Linked DNA regions of Drosophila melanogaster: region 2 is linked to region 1. The links are chromatin contacts, called in public Hi-C maps. All regions are on one chromosome and are shown on one strand. Each heading gives the region's core, a stretch centred on a gene start, on an enhancer-like site or on the middle of the called end of the contact. The rest is flanking DNA. Distances are from core to core; before and after follow the strand shown. Region 1 overlaps Dpp10 (Dipeptidyl peptidase 10). Region 2 holds the start of Rca1 (Regulator of cyclin A1).

Evidence for each region. Hi-C and Micro-C count contacts between places; a contact is called where the count stands out from the background.
Region 2: a contact with region 1 is called in a Hi-C map of the Kc167 cell line, with 2.0 times the contacts expected there. The contact joins the promoter of Rca1 here to the enhancer-like site in region 1.

The regions. Positions count from the first base shown.
Region 1 is chr2L:6,585,205-6,589,392 of dm6, forward strand. Dpp10 (Dipeptidyl peptidase 10) reads right to left here. Exons shown (of 16, transcript NM_135207.3): 2 at 1,297-1,939. The coding sequence starts at 1,326. Among named protein-coding and RNA genes, the nearest start is that of Dpp10, 14 kb to the right of the region's middle. Within about 2 kb of position 1,902, at least 8 of the 39 cell types and tissues checked have an H3K27ac peak or open chromatin away from gene starts, as enhancers often do. A contact at or near this core is called in the Kc167 cell line, where this site is marked.
Region 2 is chr2L:6,850,729-6,854,746 of dm6, forward strand. It overlaps Rca1 (Regulator of cyclin A1), which reads left to right and starts at 1,587. Exons shown (of 1, transcript NM_057866.3): 1 at 1,587-3,138. The coding sequence starts at 1,694. The coding sequence ends at 2,929. l(2)k09022 (lethal (2) k09022) reads left to right here and starts at 3,414. Exons shown (of 4, transcript NM_135235.3): 1 at 3,414-4,018. The coding sequence starts at 3,518.

The DNA.
Region 1 (4,188 bases), core at 652-3,151:
TTGATTTCCACTCGAATGGCTGATTGCCATTGCGACTGGCTGTTTATTCTGGGCAGCGATTGACACTCCCACTTGGGCGGAAAAGTCCTCCCCAGATGACTTGGTATGCCAAGCACACACACACAGACACGCGTTGCATGGCTAATTCAATTTCGCAATTGTAGTCAGCTCCGTCAGCGTTTTGCATTTGAATAACATGCGGAATTTATTTCAATTAGCATCGCAGCCACAGAGTTGATGCCACGGCGCCGCAAAGAATCCAGCCAAGCGGCACGAGAAGCTGACCATCAAAGTCCGGAAAAGTCGGAAAAGCGAAAGTGGATGTTGGATGGTGGAAAAGCTGGTAGGAAACTCAAGTCTCTGCGTGGAGTAGTCGGCGAACTTTCCTGCCTCCCCAGAGTCCTTCTCAAAGTTGAAATCAGAGTGAGTAGCGACTGAAGTGGCGATGTAAGTGCTAAGTCAGCTCGTCGGACAAGTGAAGCTAATAATAAATTCAATCGCGGAAGGTAATCTCGGGATAAACCAATCGAGGATTTCCCCAAGTGACTCTCCTAGTCGTTCAGCAAATATTAAGCAATGTAAATTTAAGGATTTTAGGTAATCAAAGTTAAAGTACTAAGTTAAAGTTAAAGTACTAAAAGTATGGCAGTCCATTGATTTAAAAAACTTCATCTTTATTTATTAAAACAATGTGTGCACTTTTTATGCAACAGTCAACTAATTAACCTCCTCAAACGCGCATATTTGCATACCTAATTATAGCCAATTTCATGATTTGGTAAATATTGTCATTTAATAAAAAAAAGCGAGTATAATGAAAGCTTTGTGTTTTACGTTTGACAACGCTTTTTCATTACGTAAATTACCAAAAATTCAGTTGCACTGCCTTCAAGGCATTTTCCTTGTGCTGGAATTCAAATTAAATTGCCATATTTACATAAATGTGCCGTAATGACGCTAGAGAGTTAATTAGATTGCATAACAATAACCCTTACATTCTGCTTACGTCAGAGCTAGCCAACTTTCTAATGCCACGCCAGACTTATGTATTCTCCTGGCGCTTTTCAATTTTCCCCGCCATTAAACAATTTGAAATTTTAATCCCAACCAGAAGTTTAAGGTTTCCTTGACTTTCGACTGAGCTCCGCGATAACCGGAAACTCAGGATATCGGCACACGCACACACGCAGACCGGAAAATATTTGTTTTTAAAATTAATTATGCCTAATTATATTTGGGCTCAAAACATATTCCTCTGCTGGCTGCGTACGCAAAATGTGTAACAAAAGAAATTACCTCATCATCGTAATTATCCTGCTCCGGCATGACGCGATATTTGTGGGCTTACGGCGATGGATTTAGCGGATGTCCGATGGGCGCGGTGGGGTGGGTGTTGTTTGGTTGACAAATTAAAGAAGCCGCCGGCTGTTGTCTCTGTGGTCCGCTGGCTTTATGCTTTTCAGACTGCTAATCGAATCTATCAGCTGCACCAGGCGATTTATTCGCAAGCTCTGGCTATTTGTCTAGTTGTGAAAATCAGCTCGCTGCGTCCGCCTTGGGCGTCTGGTGGGATTCGAGATAACTGAAGTTACTACCCATGGTCATGCTTTCGCGAATTATTCGGCAACTTTCGTCCTTGACTTTTGCCAGCTGTCCTTCCGCCTTGCGTCGACCACGCCCCGTTGCCCTGTGCTTCTTGTTTTGTTGTTGCTAATTATGGTTTGGTAGGGGCGTTGTTTTTTCGACGTTTGACTTAGGAACTCGCAGTGCGCTTTTGCTCGCCGCGTCTGCACCGCCTAATGAGCGTGCATTCTTAGTTTTCCCAGCTGCAGCCAGCACAGTTCATCCTTTGTTGGTGTAGTTGTAGTTGTAGTAGGCGTTGGTGTAGTTGTGCCCGTTGTTGAGACACTAATGATGCAGCATACTTTTAGGCCAAGCGCTAAATTGGAATAGAGTGGGTTTTGGAGTGGGGAAGAAAAAACACACACGATATTTTAAAATTCACTTCTTGCTTAAACATTTTCTTGTTGCTCTGGTGTTTTGTTGGTGTTGTTGTTGTTCTTGGTTGCTGTTCATATGCACCGTGTGTTGTTGTTGTTAGTGCCAATTTGTTGTTTGTTGTGCTTTTAGCCTTGGTCGTGTGTGCGTGTGTGTGTATATGCGGGGGTGTTAGGGTTGTGCTTATATAACATGACACATGCTGCATACTTTCGTTCTTGTCTGTGTTGGGCTTTGCTGGCATTTGAATGTGGGTTAAGTAGTCTAGTGCTTAAATATTTGCATAAACAAAGGCCGCTGCCCAAAAGCAGGCGATGTTAGTTCTAATTACATGTACTGCGACTATGTATGTTTCCAGTCTTGTACTTTTCGATTGGTGGGTAGAAACATGCAGGTAAACCCAAAAAACTAATCTGTTTATTATGCAAAATGTCGCAGACGGTGGAAAAGGGGGCGTGGTTGCTACACTTTAAACACGACTGCTCTGTTATATGCAAATTAAATCCATGGGGCAGGGTGCAGTGGCAGAGAGCAGTGTTAATAGCATTACATTTTCAATTTAAGTTATGGCAAGTTTTTTCTCGCTCCTTTGCTTTTTTTTTCTTGGTACCGCTTATAAGTAGCTTATTATGCAAAATGCATGCACAGTTAACAATGACTACAGGGTATGTGCAGATGTGGAGAGACATTCATAGTTGGGTGGAAATTGGGCTAAAGTCCGTAACATTTGTTTGTGGTGTTAAAGAGAATTTCAAGTGATCGCCATCATATGAATAAATAAGTTTATAGGCTACAAAAATAATTAAGTTTAAATTTAAATAAGAGGTGAAAACCGATTTTCTGCTGCTTCAATGACTCAACAGCTTTCCGAGCCACAAGAGGATCAAGCGAGTGTTATCCCCATAATCCAAAGGCTATCAAAGCCATTTTCTATATGTATACTATAATTACCCTGAATGTCAGCTTTGTAGCTCGACGGCATGAGGAAGACAAATGACACCACATCCAAATAAAAGCAGCATACATATTCCTGTCGAAAAAGCGTTAAAACTTGTTCTTGGCCCCAAGAGAAGCTTTGGCTTAAATAGCCAATGACACACAAATAATCTACAATAGCCCCATGGCAGCAAGAGGGGAGAGGTTTTGGAAGGGAAGAGTGTTTATCATTCGCCTGAGTCATCTTTGGGGAGCATTCACTGTGCACTCCGCTTCCTCGAAGCGCATTACAATGCATAAACTTTGGTCATTGTGGGGCTTCTGCCCGCCTTTCACCTCCACCGGCATGCTCAACTATAAATTTAAGCAAAATGTATGAAAGAAAACACAATCCTCGACCTAAACGTCACTTTTGGGAACAATGGCAATTTTTGATATATGTGCATGTGTAGCTGCTAACATAAATTTCATTAATTTTTACGTAGCCAAATTGTTTGGGACTTTTGTTATGTTCTTTTGCCATACTGTTTTGTATTATTTCTTACGCAGCCAAGCGCGAATGGTATTGTTTTCATAAAAATGATTTTCATTTTTACCTCGAACAATGTACCATTGAAATACTCCTCGCAGCCAAGTAAAACAAAACATTTTGCATATTTTGTGATGGCTCCGAATGGCGGAGTTCTGCTGACCCAGGGATTGTAATTTACGGCTCCTTCTAAGGATACCGGAAACCATATAAGCATTTTTAGAATCTTCATTAAAATACTGCTATAAAAACTGTTGAGAAATCGTATAAAAAATCGTATCTAAACAATTTTGTATACCTTCTTTATGCAGTTAAAGCACGTGCCTCTTTACGAATTCCACGGCTTAATAGTTGCAATTAAATTTATTATGCAACTTTTTATGGAAAATTCAGTGCGTGGTAAATTCCTCGGTTCGTATTTTCCGTTTTTATACTTTGAAAAGTTTTTTTTTTAGCTTTCTTTGCAACTTGGTTTCATGCGTTTTGTTATCAACATGTTGACATTCACTCGAATAATGGGAGACTCTATTGCCCATCCTACTCTTATTGTTCTATCTCGCTCTGACAACGACTTCCGGCATGATGCAACCGTGCGTAAGTCACTTCCGGTTGAAGGACGAGTGCCGTTTCATAAAGTGCCACACACACAAATTCCCAGCGCACTGCCAGTATATCATTCGTATCGGACTGCTGGCACTTTGCAAAAATTTTAAATTTATTGCTTC
Region 2 (4,018 bases), core at 337-2,836, 270 kb after region 1:
AAAATCAAAACAAAATCTTTGCCCGCCGACACGCCCCTTTTGGTGGCAGCAAATAGACAAATAATAAAACCATAAATAATGCAAAACAATAAACGAGCAAGTATTCATAAATTATTAACGCAGAAGCTGCTGGCCGACAAAAGGCAGCGCAAATACCCAAAATATTTTGCCAAAGCATTTAGAAGGACAATGAGGCACGAACCAGATGACAGAATCCGGGGTAGAATAGCAAATCCCCGCAGCAAATAATTGAGCCTCATAAAGGAAATATCATTCATTGATTTTCCCCCGGCAACCACAACAGATTCTCGACCTCTCATCTTTCCCAGCAAGTGGATGAAGTCGTCGGGCGGTTGCAAATGGTCCTTGGAATGGGAATGGGCACGAGCATGGGTTGGCCAGTGGTGGTGGGTCATGGGGCTTCATTTAGCTGACTCTATGGACAGCTGACGAAACTATCCACCTAGCGGCGAAGGAAGACTTTCACATGAATCCCAAATCTATGCCCCGTCATGATTTGCACAAAAAACTTGAGCTGGCAAATTTGTCAGTGGGCACAAAGGACGCGGCAAAGAAGAAGATGAGGGAAGCGGAACGGAAAAAATCTAAGGACGAGTCAGGGAGAACAAATGATAAATTATTGAGGGATTTTCGTTAATTTGATGACACTGATGATGGCCAAGGCCAGATTATCCTGACTGCCGAATTTTGATTGGGCCAAACAGGGAACAGAAGACATATCTCATAAAATAATTTGTAATGATTTCAATTTTAATAGATATAGATATACTTATGTTCGATTAAAATCTTTTTGTTATAGGCGTAGAAATTTAAATAGCACCATATGTCAGCTAATCGAGAGTATTTTTATAAGCTTATCAACATAATTTTACCAATGTCTTCAAAGCTAAGACGATGAAATACACTTTTAATATATATAATATAATATAATAATATAATATAATATAATAATATAATAATAATATATAAGATGTTAAACGGAATCCCGTTTTTATAAAGTGAATGTTTTCAAACTATTACTTATTTCCATATTTAATAAGTGAAAGTTTTCTATTTTCGAATTGGTATTAAAGCAATAAGCTGAGTATATAGGTATTTATTTTATACTTATGGCGTAAGGCATGGAAATATAATTTATTGAAAGTCAAATTCTTGGTGTTTTTAACTTAATGAACTGATTATACATATTATTTATCACTCTTATTCTTTATTTTACTTCTTTTTTCGAGAGCATTAGTCGCAAGTGCGTCTTCGCTAGCTTTGGAATGTGTACTCGCTAATATGGAAGTATGTACACACTGCATAGAATGAAAAAACGCTATCTTATTCCAGAACCTCAAATCTTGTACAGCTTGAACTCTTTTAGACATGTTTATAAATGGCTGAAGTTGCTTATGTTAATAGGAGTCTACGATTAACTGTCAGATTCCAATAATCCGATCAAGTGGCATCTTTTAATGCACAAGTTTAAATGGTTTGCCTAACAGTCACGATAATATATATCAAATGGTTGGCAACGCGATACGTAGCATTCTGAGTTGACCCGACAATGAACTGGTATCTATTTAGTAGCCAGTTAGTATTTTATTGGGGCGGTCACACTGATCCGTACCCAAAAACAATCAACCGATGCGAAAAGCATAACAATTCGAAAGTTTAAAATTCGGTCAAGATGAGCGCCTATTATCGGCGCGCGGCGTTGCGGAAGAAGAGCCCAAGCCGAGGGTCATCCTTCGAGTTGGAGATGAACGAGTCTGGCTACACATCCTTCCTGGCGCTGCACAATTCCACCGCGGAGACGCCATTTTTATTGGAGGACGCTGAGGGCGAAAACTGTCGCAATGCATCGAATACCACAACATTCTTTCGGGGGCTGAACACGCCCAGTGGCCACCAGGAGCAGGACCTTTACTGGGGCAAGCCCTATCCCAGAACACAGCCCCAAAAGAAATTTTCCGCGGAGGAGGAGCCTTTCTCTATGACTCCGCGTCTGCAGGATGAGCATAGTCTGCCCAAGCGACGCAAGAAACACTTTCAATCGCCACACAGTAGCCCCAAGAAGTCCAAAAAGCTGCTCTTTCCCCACATAGAAGAACCGCCCAAGAATCGCTTCTACGGCGGTGTCGAAAAGCTGGATATCGTGGCCAAGCTGGCGCAATGGCAACCGGCACTGCAGTGCATACTGCGTCATGTGGGCGCCCACACGCTGGACGTGATGACCAAGGTATCGCCGGCCTGGAAGCAGGCTGTTTATCGCAGCCAACGCGACTTGGAGCGCCTACAGAACCACCGACTCAAATTGAATCTAACCAAAGAGAATCCTCACGTGCCCAAGCGGTGCAGCCATGTGCCCAAGGCAAACCACACAGTGCCATTGCAGACCTCGAACCATAGCAGCCTGGCCAACAGCGCCGCCTCGCTAATGGACTCGGGCAACTCGAGCATCCACCTGATGGACGTGGATGCCGGAAGGGTGCTGCGCGAGCAGACGCAGCGCGTCAAGTGTCCGCGATGCGGTCGAGGCAGCCGGGTTTTCATAAGCGAGGCGGCCAAGTGTGGCGAAAACCTATTGTCGCAAACTCTGCCTATTGGACGTACAACCAGCACATTCCCCTGCATGACGGGTCCGCCTCTCAAACGCTTCCTGTCCCTGGATCTTGACGAGGTCAGGACTTCACCGCAAGGACCGCCATATAACTTCGCCGAATGCACCAGTGTCATCTGCCAGTTTCGGTTCTGCGTCAACTGTCTGTGCAAGTCGCATCCCGGCGAGCGTTGCCTGGTCACCGAACTGGACACACCATCCAAACTGATGATGCCACGGGAGCGACTGACGCCGCCACAACGTGCCCAGAACCGTGATCCGAAAATCACAAGGAAGAACTCGCTCAAGCGGCTCTGCTTTTAGCTTTATCATAGGCTTTTAACTATTACGATTAGTATTCGATTTTTTTAAATCTCATTAATTTCGTATTATGTCCATCGCATTAAGTTCCATTTCATCACGTACATTCATATATATGTTTTTAAATCGTTCCATGTAAGGTTTGTCGGAATTCTGTACCTCTGCGAGATTAAGTATTTTTTACACATGCAAAATATATAAATCATTTTTAGAACTATAATTGTTATAATTATAACTGGGGGAAAGTGATTCCTGTTTATTAACATGTAAGGCTTTGTTATTATACATCATTATAACAGGCTTCAAAGGCAGCCTTAATATGTTAGGCAAGTCTTAAAAATATTTTATTATTATTGATTGCATTGCATAAAATAAATTCAAACAGAAAATGTTTAAAATCAGCTGTAGTATACTGGTTTGGGTCTTGGCTAACGCCAATGCGCGCTATTTACCGTAAGCTACTTTGTGTACTGCCAAGAGATCTTTGGCCACACCAACAAAACACGTGTGGAGTGCGGTTGCCGCACATTTATTGTTCTCCGTTTTTACCTTTAATTAACTTGAGAAAAAAGGAAAAAACGATCATCCAAAATGAGTACTGCGTTGGCACAGCAGCTGCAGAAACTGGCTGCGCCGCAGTCGTCGGTAACTTTGGCAGATGCACGAAGTCGCGCCTCCATACTCTTCGATCCCAAGGAGGCGGCCACCAAGGATCGGCGGTCCATTTATGAGATCGGGTTAACGGGACTGCAGGAGCTGACCGACTTTAATCCGGCCTTCAAGGAGTTCCAGCTAACGTTGTTCGATGAGGCCACATTGACGCTGGAGCGTTCCGTGGAGCTGCCGGAGATTAACAAGATGCTGGACGCGGCCATTGCAAAGTTTCTGCGCCTTCTTTCGCCGTACCTTCTGCTCCGCCCCGCACACATGGCCTTCGAATGGTTGCTGCGACGATTCCAGGTTCACGAGTATAACCGTAGCGAAGTTATGGCCCTGATTCTGCCCTATCACGAGACAATGATCTTTGTCCAGATCGTTAAGACCATGAGGCTCCGGTCATCGGATGGCGACTGGTACTGGCTGCGCCCGTTG